Regions from separate parts of the Sus scrofa genome. Here region 1 is linked to region 2. Evidence: chromatin contacts called from public Hi-C data. All regions are on one chromosome and are shown on one strand. The core of a region is the stretch at or near the end of the contact, and the rest is flanking DNA. Distances in the headings are between cores, read along the strand shown.

Region 1 (6,137 bases), core at 1,379-3,878, 49 kb before region 2:
AAAGTTAGCACAGATCTAGGTTCATAAGCTTTTTATAATGCCTGTTGGATCATATTTTTTGGGACCAATGGAAATAGAAGCATTAAATGGATTTAATAGCCTGTTAAACACATACACCACACCGCCCCCCCCTCCCCAAATATAAAGGGCTTTCAATGGTATGACCCCATTTCTTTTCCCCAAATATCTATATAGCAAGGAGACAGGTCTGATTCCCCCACTTTACAGATAGGGTAATTGAGACCTAATACTTTTTATTGTCTTGCCCCTAATGGCAGAGACTCAACACTAAAGCCCAGGTCTACTGGGTTGGAACTACACCCCGATGTTGTGTGCTCCTTTCCTCCTCCCTGTTCCCAGAATCTGGCACCACTGAGATGCCCCAGACATATCATTGCTTTTGTTCTTAACAATGCAAAACATCAACAAAGGCCCTTTTGACATCAATAGGGCTGAAAGAGGTGATAGACCATGGCAGGTTGGCCACCAGGGGTCTATGAGCACTGAAAACAAAGGACTTCAGTGGTGGAGTTTGGGAGAAATTTACAATCACATTTCGGTGTTAAGGGAGATATAGAGAGGGATCAGGTAGGCCCCTCCATCTGTCCATGAAAAAAAGGTGAATGTTAAATTCTATTAAAATGAGTAGTTCCCATCGTGGCTCAGTGGAAACAAATCTGACTAGCATCCATGAGGATGCTGTTTCGATCCCTGGCCTTGCTCAGTGCATTAAAGTATCTGGCGTTGCCATGAGCTGTGGTGTAGGTTGCAGACATGGCTCGGATACCACATCACTGTGGCTGTGGTGGCTCGGATTCCATGTTGCTGTGGCTGTGGTGTGGGCCAGCAGCTACAGCTACGATTCGACCCCTAGCCTGGGAACCTCCATATGCCACGTGTGCAGCCCTAAAAATACAAAACAAAACAAAATGAAAAATCCTATTAAAACTGGATTATTGTAAATTCTCAGAGGGTGCTGTTCTAAAATTTTTAAGAGAGAGGATTTTTGAAGAAAAATCTTTGAGGAAAAAAGGAATCCTATCCTTCCAATTGATCTCTCTCAGTAAAATCTATGGGCTAGAAGCAGTACCCACACGAAGGCTGGAGGCTAAGTTTTTTTTTTTTTTTTTTTTAATTTTATTGGAGTATAGTTGATTTACAATGTTGTGTTAGTTTCAGGTGTACAGTAAAGTGAATCAGTTGTACATACTATATATCCATTCTTTTTTGGATTCTTTTCCCATAGAAGGAAGTACTATTTATTTATTTATTTACTTATATACCATGGGGAAGTTACCAGACAGGGGTGGAACCTGCACCACAGCAGTGACCCAAGCCACAGAAGTGACAATGCCAAATCCTTAGCCACTAAGCCACCAGGGAACTCCTGAGGCTATGTAAATTTTTATCTTAAATTGGTTTACTTATAATAATTTTTAATGTCCCTAGAATCTAGTTGCTATCCCTAGCACCTAAACCCAAAACGGAGGGCTGAGATTAAATGTGGGAAAGGGATAGTGATTCCTTTATGATTAATAGCTAAAATAATATCATTTATTAGGCATTCTGTGCCAGGCATTTTGTCATAATAATGCTAGGAGGTGGAGGCTATTATCATTAGCATTTTTCATAGGTAGAAACTGACATTCAGGAAGCTTAAGTATCTGCTCAAGGTCTTATAGCCAGAAAGTGGCAGAGGTAGAATGGTACCCTATTCATCTTCTCTAGAGTCCTAATGTTGATACTACTATGGATTTTTTTTTTTGAATCTGTATGTTTTTTTGTGTGTGCATTGAGGTGGGGGACCAAGGTTATTCAAAATACTTTCTTTTACATAGCTCACAATCTATGCCCTTCGAAATGCATACTAAGTCCAGGAAGCTGGTGCTAATTGGTCCAGCGTAATAAAACTTGATTTGGTTTTGGAGAGTGGGTGACACGGCCACAGGAGGGCGTGAGCACACACAGATATATAGGAAGAAAATGAAGAGGGCCAAATAACGAACTTAGGAACATAATTGTTCAAACTCAGAACCTCTGGAATTGCTCAAGAACGACTGCACCAACCCTGCAATCAGACTGTGAGGGGAGCCACAGAAATAGGGGAAAGACTTAAGTTTTAGGGACCCGAAATAACTGGCAGCAGGGGGCAGTCGAGAGGGTCTCCCAGCACAGTGGCCGCTGTGCCTCAGCCCCTCCCGCGCCTGCTCCTCCCATTGGAAAGGCCAGCTTATCCCCGGCCAGGGGAGGGGAGCACCTCCGCTAGGAAACCACCTAGCACCGCCCCCACGCCCCGCCCCGCCCCCTTAAACTCCTCTCTGCCAAATCTCGAGCTGCAGAGAGGGCTTTGATTGGCCCACGCTGCACCGCCAGCCAGCCAATCAGCAGCTTGTTGCTGAGGTTGGGTTTCCCAGAGGGGGGAGGAGGCTAAAGCTTCTGCCCCAAACCTGTTGCCAAACTGGGAAAACAGACTCGCGATCGTGTTTGGTTGCTTGCAGCTCTGTAGGGATTGAGGGACGGGGGCTCCTCCCCTCAGCCCACATCCGGGAGAGAGGGAGCCAGACACCTGCCTGCCCTCACTCCCGCAGCCGCCCCGGGGCCCCACCCTGGCTGGGTACGTCTGAGTCCCGGCAGCCCACGCCGAACCGCCTCGGTTGAAAAGTGACGCCGTTGCCCGTCAGATGTTTTGAGGATGGGAAAACTGCCTTGCTGGAAGGTGCAAAAAAAAAAAAAAAAGCCCACCTCACACGTAGAGACCGACCAGACTGAGAAGTGAAGACAGGCTAATAGAGGTGCTGAATTGCAGTGTGTGCGTCACAAGTGACCAAGTGACCACCTCATAGCGCGTGACCGTGTGGCCTGGGAGGGGCTAATGAGAGTGAGGGGAGCCCCAGGATGCAGAAGAGTCAAATCTCAGGTCCTCTAACCATTTGAATTGGTCATCTCATCAGTAAAACAGTTTGCGCCCAAACTGCCACAAAGCTTTGGTCTGGACCAGAGGGTCGTCAGGGCCTGAGGACCTGGAGCTGTTGGCAGCTCAGCATAGTGAAGGTGGAAGAGGGGTGCAGGTAGCACAGGAGGGGTACCTGAACAGGACCACGATTTACGAACAGCAAAGACCACATTTCCAACCATGACTCATTACAAGTGGGGGAAAGGGTAGGCAAATCTACACCCTTGCCAAATTCCCCTTTGGCTTCTAACGCATTTCCCAAATTTCCTGTTTCTCTCAGTTTCCATTGTGTAGCCTCCTAATCTGGTAATGGTAATGACAGTAATATTTAATAACATTATTGTGTGCTTACTGAGAGCCATTCTTCTAAGTGCTTCACGTGTATCGATTAATCCCCTCAACAATACTGAGAGGGAAAATTTTTTTGGGGGGGGCACACCTGTGGCATATGGAAGTTCCCAGGCTAGGGATGGCATCAGAGCTGAAGTTGCTGGCCACAGCCACAGCCACAGATTGCCAGATCCGATCCGCATCTGCAACCTACACCATACCTCCTGGCAATGCCGCAATCCTTAACCCACTGAAGGGGGTCGGGGATCGAACCTGTGGCCTCATAGATACTAGCTGGGTTTGTTACCATTGCGCCCCAAGGGGCACTCTGCTAACAACTTTTTATCCTCATCTTAAAGATGAGAAAACTGAGGCATTGAGAAGTTAAATCACATCCCTGTGGTCACAGAGCTAGTACATGGCAGAGCTGAATTCAGATTGAACCTAGGTAGTATGTTTCTACCTAGGGACCCTCTCTGACCTTGGTCTTCAAGATGTAGCTTCCCGGCAATACTGTCAGAGAAAAAGTCTATACTGGGTGGCCTTTGGAAGCAGCATGTGCCCGCAAGGGCAGGACCTCCAATTAATTGCTTTCTCTGTATTTCCACAGACTCACGTATGTCTCACCTTGAAAAGTGAAACTAGATAAAATGGTCAGTTTTATTTTATAGGAGTTTTACCAAAGAAAGAAAGAAAGAAGCCAGAGAAAATCTTCCTATCCTTCTGCCCGGTTCAGGTCACCGTTGACCCACTCTGGAGCATTCCTAAGTGGCAGAAGAGAGATGAGGAGGAGATCCCCTATACTTAACAGTTTTGTCATGTGTTTCCAAAAAGGATCTGTCTTAGGGCAGATAGGAATTTTGAAGTTGGGGAGTGGCGGGGGCAGGAGTACAGGAAAGAGAGATCCTGCCCCTAGTTGGTGGCGGGAAAGTCTATCTGCAGGGCCTGCTTGGGTCTGAGGGCCAGCTCTATTTCACTTCCCATCCCCCATTCTCTTACTATCTGAGCCCTGACCTCTAGCTCAGTCCTCCCTGCTTCTCTCACCCACCCTGCACCCGGTTCCCAGCAACCTGGGCACACCATCTGCCTATCCTCCCCCTTCCCCAGGGTTTTAGCTCCTTTTATGGAGACCTTTAAATAATTAAATGCCCCAAAGCCTCCCACACACTGATCCCAGCCCCTGACCTGGGGTTTTATTCAAAGATCAGGAGCTGGGCTGGAGGGCTGCCAACCCCACTGCCTTTATTCAGTTCCTTTTTTTTCCCCCTGCTCAGCTGCTGGGTGGCTAATGGGCCTTTCCTCCGGCTTTGGCCCCTCCGCCTGCCTGGCCTAGTATACAGAAACCAAACAAAAAGAAAAATAGCTATAAGGGACTGATGGGGGTGGGGAGGGAGGAAGACACCAGACTCACCTCAAACTGGGAAAAGGATGGGGACAGAGGATGGATAGAGAGGACCAGAGCAGCTTTTCCTGCTCCTCAGCCCTGCAGAGGAGCCAGGGCCACTCCCTCTAACCCTGGGGAGCTGTTTGGCCAAAGTGGGAGGTGCAGGGGGTGTGAAATGGGGAGAGGGCTGGTGATTGTCAATCACTTGGGTGTTTTGGGACTTGGGCAGCTTCCTCATGCAAATTACCCTAGTGAATCACTGAAAGTTTGGTCCAGACACAAAGAAGCTGCTTCTCTCACCCGCTGCCTCCCTCCAACTGCCCTACAGCAGCCCCCTACCCCAGCCAACCAAACAAAAGGCCTGAGCCCAGCGGTGCGTGAAGGAGTGAATGGGAGAGACCATCCCTGGTGACGTCCAACCAGACAGATGGCAACAGTTGCCCCATACCAGTTGCAAGCCTCCTTTCATCCGTCTGCCAGTCATAAAGGAGAATGGCCTCCATCCCTCCAGAGCCCATCAGCTCCTTAAAGCCAGCCCAAAGACTGAATGGGGTTTGGTGGCAGGGGGACTGCCAGGGAGCTGGTGGTGAGAGAGAAACTGACGCTGAATGTTTGACTGGAAAAGAAAAGGGTTGTTCAAAGTGCTGCGGCTGGGGCCAGCCTGCCCATCTGTCCTCCTTTGGGGAGGCTCTGCCCCTATGCTCCTCCTCGGCTTCTGGCCAGCTCTGTACAGGGCCAGAGCCCCTGGGAAGGGAGACCTTGATTTGAGGCAGCAGTGCTGTGTTGTGGTAGCTTGAAGCTTTGTGCTTTGAAGGCTTTTGTTCTGTAGAAATCCCTTGACTGAGCATTGCTTTGCCTCTTAAAAAATAGGGTTAAATGGAAAAATCCAAGACCTTAGATTAGTAGGCGATTAGTAGGATCTGGGCACTCTGCCATTAAATGATAAAGTTTGGGTTGTTCTAGAATGGGATTCAGTCAAAGTAATCCATGGGTGCTCTCAAAAATTAAGAGGTGAGGTGGAAAAGAGTGGACCAGGAATTGGGAGACCTGGCTCCCACTCTCAGCTCACCATCTGCTTCTTGTATAATTCTGGGCAAGCCATCTAGCCTGTCTGAGCCTCAGTTCTTCTCCATAAATTGGGAGTGACATCACCCACCACCTCTACCTCCCAGCATAGTGGAGAGTAAGCTGTTGTGCAACCCAGTGCTCTATAGACAGGAAAGGCTGTGCAGATAGAAGTCTTTACTCTCAATTTCTCCACACCCATACTTCCCAGGAGGTGGATAGGCATGGTACTTTAAATGTTTTTCAAAGTGCTTCGCATCTATTATTTCATGAGGCAATTGAAACCAGAAAATTCTAAGCAATGCAAAGGTCTCTCTCTCTTTTTTTTTTTTAAAGAGTAGGGGCGAAGACTTCCCCTGCCCCCTTAATCTCCTGAATCTCTGATTTTTGTCTCCCTTCTCCCTC
Region 2 (6,177 bases), core at 1,926-4,425:
TTGGAAGTGTTGCTTTCTTAGGAAACCAAGTCCAAGAAGGAGGGAAGTGATTTTTTTTTTCTCCCTGAGGAAGGTACCAGTGGGAATCCTAAGAAAACTGGACAAAGGGCAGCTTCAGCAGCATCACCCAGCCCTCTACCTTCAGGGCATACTCACATGCCTCGCCCTCTTCCTGGGGCCTAAGCTCCAACCCAGCCTCTCCAGAGGAAGGGAGGAGCTTGGAGTTCCCAGCCAAACTCTCTTTGGGACGATGGGGTGGGACACAGCTGGGTTGGGCTAGAAAAAGGGGAAAATCCAGTATGAGGTCAGAAACAGGGTTTGGGGTTCTGCTGAGTCAGGTCTGACTACCCAGGGCCAGTGAAGAGTGGCCCGAACTCAGCCGAGATGCTGCAATCACAACTCTCATCTCGGCAGGCTCAGGGAGCCCAGTTCTTGCGACAGAAGGAAAATAGACTCCAGCAAATCTTCTTGGAATGATCTGTTTATTCAACAGAGTACTTAGAACACTTACTCTATGCAAGTTCTAGATGCTGGTGATACAGAAGTGAGCAAAACAGGCAAAATTTCTGCCCTTTTAGAGCTTATCTTCTACTGGGGATAATAATAAATAAAATATGTATTTCCATTGGTGTTAAAGAGGGAAGCAGGATAAAAAGTGTCAACAGGAGTTCCCGTCGTGGCGCAGTGGTTAACGAATCCGACTAGGAACCATGAGGTTGCGGGTTCGGTCCCTGCCCTTGCTCAGTGGGTTAACGATCCGGCGTTGCCGTGAGCTGTGGTGTAGGTTGCAGACGCGGCTCGGATCCCGCGTTGCTGTGGCTCTGGCGTAGGCCGGTGGCTATATCTCCGATTCAACCCCTGGCCTGGGAACCTCCATATGCCGCGGGAGCGGCCCAAGAAATAGCAACAACAACAACAACAACAACAAAAAAGACAAAAGATTTAAAAAAAAAAAAGTGTCAACAGCCAGCATATTGTTGAAAGTTTAGGCTTCTGGAGAGGATGGCTTGTTTTTTGTTTTTTTTTTTTTGTTTGTTTGTTTGTTTTTGGCTGTTCCCCATGGCAGGTGGAATTTCCTTGGCTATGGATCCATCCCATGCCAGAGCTGTAACAAGAGACACAGCAGTGACAACACTGGATCCTTAACCTGCTGAGCCATGAGGAAACTCCTGGGAGGGTGGCTTTTACTGAAGACTTTAAGTAAGAAAGGGAGGCATAAGGCTTTCTGGAGAAATCGAATTCTAGGCAAGTGCAAAGGCACTGGGGCAGGGTGGGACAAGGCGGGTCTGAGTTACAGCATGTTGCTCAGTGTGGCTGAAGCTGGGAGCACAAGGGGAAAGGTGAGGAGATGGAATCAGAGGTAGCAGTGACCTTGTTGGCCACAATGGGGACTTAGGCTCTTACTCTTAGTGAGGTAGGGAAGCCAAAGGGGAATTGTGGCAGAGGAGCAACCTGATCTGACTCATATATACATTTTTTTTTTTTTTTGTCTTTTTAGGGCTGCACCTGTGGTGTATGGAGGTTCCCAGGCTAGGGGTTGAATTGGAGCTGTAGCTGCCAGCTTACACCACAGCCACAGCAACGTGGGATCTGAGCTGCTTCTGCAACCACAGCTCACTTCAATGCCACATCCTTAACCCACTGAACAAGGCGAGGGATTGAACCTGCATCCTCATGGATGCTAGTCAGATTTGTTTCTGCTGAGCCACGACGGGAACTCCTGATCTGACTCATATTTTTAAGGGATCCCCTGTGGCAGCCGTGTTGAAAATAGATGAGTGGGTCAAGGGTGGAGGCAGGGAGACCAGGTCAGAGGCCCGCAAAATATGACCATGGGAAATGATGGTAGTTTGGATTGGGTTGTTAGCAGTTGAAAGCTAAGAAGTGGCTGGATATTTTAAAGGAAGAGCCTTCAGGGTTTGCTGATAAACAAAATATGGGTTGTGAGAAAAAAAAAAGTATGTGCCTCTGCTAGGAAATCCTTTATATGCAATATCATTAAAATTTCTCAATAAACATATAAGTGAGGTTCTATCATTATATTCTACTTTACAGATTAGGAAACTGACAGAAGGCTAAGTGACTTGAAAAATCCTGTGGCTAGCAAGTGGTAGAGCTGGTATTTAAATCCAGTCTTCCACCAAACAGACCTTAGCAGCTATACTGTAAAAATCTCATCCATTCACTCAACAGATTTCTAGGGCACATCTACCCTGCAGCAAGCATTAGCCTAAATTTTGGGGGTGCAAAAATGAATGAAAGACAGTTCTTGACCTTGAAGAATGTATGGTTTGGAGGAGGAGACAGATAGGAATAGAAAGACAGCAGTGAGGTCACAGACACGGCTTGAATCTGGTGCTGGGGCATAGGCCTGGGAACCACCATACATTTTTAGGGTGCAGCCCTAAAAAGATAGAAAGAAAGGAAAGAAGACAGACAGAAAGAAAGATAGACAGACAGTAGTGAGGTAAGTTTGCAGAGTCCTAAGCCCTCCGAGGAGTGGGCAACTGTGCCCACTGGGCTGGAGACTGAGTAGGACTCTGCCAGAAGAGAGGATGCCGAAGCATTCCTGGCTGAGGGAACTGCATGTGCCAACAAGGGAAGTCTAAGGGGTCGGGAGCTGTCAGAGGTGTGCACTACAGTACTTTGCATTAGGAGGAGTTCAGGGAGTCCTGGGAAGCTGGGCAGGCAGGTGAACTGGAAGGAGCATACCCGAGGACAAGGTGAAATCGCTCCAGTCTTCCAAAGGGCAGAGAAGTGGTCAGATCCGTTTTCCAAAGATCTCTCTTCATGTGGCAGGTGGATGCCGGGAATAAGAAGACATAATTTTCCCTGCTTCAGGATGATGTGATCTGGGAAATCTGGCAAGTTGGCAAGGAAGGGCATGTTTCCAGGAAACAAACAGTACGTTTGTTCCAGGGCACGTTTCCCATGCCTGCGTGTCTGTGTGTGTGTGTGTGTCTATAAATACACACAGCACTCAGCTGGAGTCTTACACAGGGTCATGACAGCATCCTGCCACACTCCCTGAGCTGTCTCTGCTGTCTTCTTTCCTCTTCTGGGCAAGGCTTAGCTCCGTAAAGCACGCAATTCCACCACCCAGCAGGCAGGGAGGGCCAGAATCTGACCTCTGTCTTATCACTTCCCCTAGGACTCGAAAGCGAGCATCTAAACTGTAAAGTTTGGCCAAAGGAGGAAATGGGGCACTGTTAGAACAAAGCTCAGTGTGGACTGACTCTCCAGGAGTGAGAAGTGGGGGTCTGTTTCCAAAACTGACCCACATCCAGTGGTTCGAGGACCATGCTGGTAGTGATGGTATGAGAAGACAGCTATAGCTCCTTGTCCCATCCACCTCTGTGAAGGATCAGATTAAAGGAGGAGACAGAGAAAGACATTACATACATATCTCTCTCTCTATGCACATACGTATGTACGTATGTGTATATATAACATATATAGATGCACAGATATACACATATATGTTTATTTATATATATGTAGATAGACAAAGACAGACACAGGAAACAGGGACAGAGACAGACAGAGACAGAGAGATGGGGCAGCCGAATATTAACTCTGACAATCTTCAAGGCCCCAGCTAGGGCAGCTCTGCTAAAACTGGTGCACAGAACTGATGGTTTTTTTTTGTTGTTGTTAATTACTCAGTGAATTTTATTACATTTATAATTGTACAACGATCATCCCAACCCAATTTTATAGCATTTCCATCCCAAACCCCCATCCCATCTCCCCACCCCCAACCTGTCCCCTTTGGAAACCATAGTTTTTCAAAGTCTGTGAGTCAGTATCTGTTCTGCAAAGAAGTTCATTGTGTCCTTTTTTTAGATGCCACATGTAAGTGATAGCATATGGTGTCAGTGTCTCATTGTCTGACTGGCTTCACTTAACATGATAATTTCTAGGTCCATCCTTGTTGCTACAAATGCCATTATTTCTTTCCTTTTAATGGCTGAGTAATATTCCTTTGTGTATATGCCACCACATCTCCTTTTTTCACTCCTCTGTCGATGGACATTTAGGTGGTTTCCATGTCTTGGCTCTTGTATATAGCGCTGCAGTGAACATTGGAGTACACGTATCTTTTTGAGTCATGGTTTTCTCTGGATAGATGCCCAGGAGTGGGATTGCTGGATCAAACGGTAATTCTATTTTTAGTTTTCTGAGGAATCTCCATGCTGTTTTCCACAGTGGTTGCACCAATTTACATTCCCACCAACAGTATAATAGGATTAACATTGTTTATAAACTCCTATTGTTTGTAGATTTTTTGATGATGCTGGTACACAGAATTGATGCTGATGTGCAAACGGAGTCCAGCCTAGTTCACCTTCCACAACCCCAGCTTAGAAATTTGTATTGGTTTCTCCCCCACCTTGTCAGTGCAGGAAAAACAAAACAAAACAAGACAAAACCAAACAAGAGTGACAGTGAAACAGGAAAACTCAGACTCACAGGGATTCTTACAGTGAAGTTTCCTCCCCAAGGGCCTCCTCACCCCTCCGTTCCAGGCCAAGGGGGAAACCAGCCCTTCCTGAGCCCCATCCCAGCCGTCAGGGCCTGGTGGCAGGGGTGGGGGCTGGGGGTAGGTGCTGGCCACCTACCTGCCCCCTGGAGCACTAGGATTTGGAAAGGTTCACTGGGCAGCTAAAGCGAGCCCTCTGCAGGCCAAGCTACCCTCCTTAACCACCCAACTTAACAGGAGCCCCAGGGACTGTGCCTGCCTTGGTTGATTATTGAGTCCTGTTCTCCTCATGACTTTAGAGGGAGGGATATGGTATCTTCCCTCTTAGGCCCCAGCCTCTGCATCTGTAAAATGGGAATAAAAACATCTGCTACCATGTGATTTCGCTTATATATGGAATCTGAAAAAAAAAAAAAAAGCAAAAAACAAGCTCACAAATACAGAGAATAGGGTCGTGGTTGCCAGAGATAGGGTTGGGTAAAATGGGTAAAAGGGGTTAAAAGGCAAAAACTTCAAGTTATTAAACAAATAAATCATGGAGAGTGATACAGCATGGTGACTGTAATTCATAATACTGTATTGCATATTTGAAAGTTGCTAAGAGGAATTCCCTGGTGGCTCAGTGGGTTAAGGACCTGGCATTGTCACTGCTGTGGCTCTGGTTACATCTGTGGCGTGGGCTTTATCCCTGGCCTGGGAATTGCCACATGATGTGGCCCCCCCCAAACCACCAAAAAAGTAAAGTTGCTAAGAGAGATCTTAAGCGTTCTCATCACAAGAAAAAAATTTATAACTGTGTACGGTGACGAATGTAGTGATCACTTCACAATATATACAAACAAAAAATCAGTATGTTGTACAGCTAAAACTACAGTGTTATGTGTCAAATCATACTTCAATAAAAAATTGCAATTGGAATTTTTTTTTTTTTGTCTTTTGTCTTTTTAGGAGTCACACCCGTGGCATATGGAGCTTCCCGGGCTAGAGGTCTAATTGGAGATGTTGCTGCCGGCCTCTGCCAGAACCCTAGCAATGCCAAATCCGAGACGCGTCTGTGACCCACACCACAGCTCACAGCAACGCTGGATCCTTAACCCACTGAGCGAGGCCAGGGATTGAACCTGCAACCTCGTGGTTCCTAGTCGGATTTGTTTCCGCTGTGCCAAGATGGGAACTCCTGGAAATTTTTTTTTTTTTTGGTCTTTTTAGGGCTCCACCCACCGCATGAGGAAGTTCCCAGGCTAAGGGTCCTATTGGAGCTGCAGCTGCCAGCCTACACCACAGACACAGCAACATGGGATTTGAGCTGTGTCTGAGAACTACATCATAGCTCACAGCGATGCCAGATTCTTAACCTACTGTGCAAGGGCAGGGATCGAACCTGTGTCCTCATGGATGCTAGTCAGGTTCATTAACCACTGAGCCACGACAGGATCTCCTGGAATTTAAAAAAATATGCTCTCCCTGAAGCCGAGACCCAGAGAGGTTAGGTAACTGACTCAAGTCATTCTCCCGCCCAGGATTTGGACACAGGCAGTCTGAGGCTATAGCCTATGCCCCTAACAACACTTCTTTGCTACCTCTCTGCATTCCCAGCATCAATGAAGGGCTGCTGCAGTGTCATGAAAGCTTTTGCTCAAGGATATGAGACTTCAGTGTCTGAATAGGACCACTCACTTTACACTAAGCTTAAA

Evidence for each region. Hi-C and Micro-C count contacts between places; a contact is called where the count stands out from the background.
Region 1: a contact with region 2 is called in a Hi-C map of alveolar macrophages, with 4 times the contacts expected there. The contact joins two enhancer-like sites. A contact is called at or near these places in 3 of 5 promoter capture datasets (fetal liver and liver), 34 of 47 Hi-C or Micro-C datasets (adipocytes, adipose tissue, alveolar macrophages and 14 more) and 2 of 2 datasets of contacts at active chromatin or transcription factors (alveolar macrophages and skeletal muscle).

The regions. Positions count from the first base shown.
Region 1 is chr9:64,050,847-64,056,983 of Sscrofa11.1, reverse strand. No RefSeq gene overlaps it. Among named protein-coding and RNA genes, the nearest start is that of FMOD, 20 kb to the left of the region's middle. Within about 2 kb of position 2,628, at least 57 of the 83 cell types and tissues checked have an H3K27ac peak or open chromatin away from gene starts, as enhancers often do. A contact at or near this core is called in adipose tissue, alveolar macrophages, brain and 8 more, where this site is marked.
Region 2 is chr9:64,002,384-64,008,560 of Sscrofa11.1, reverse strand. No RefSeq gene overlaps it. Among named protein-coding and RNA genes, the nearest start is that of BTG2, 28 kb to the left of the region's middle. Within about 2 kb of position 3,175, at least 34 of the 83 cell types and tissues checked have an H3K27ac peak or open chromatin away from gene starts, as enhancers often do. A contact at or near this core is called in adipose tissue, alveolar macrophages, brain and 8 more, where this site is marked.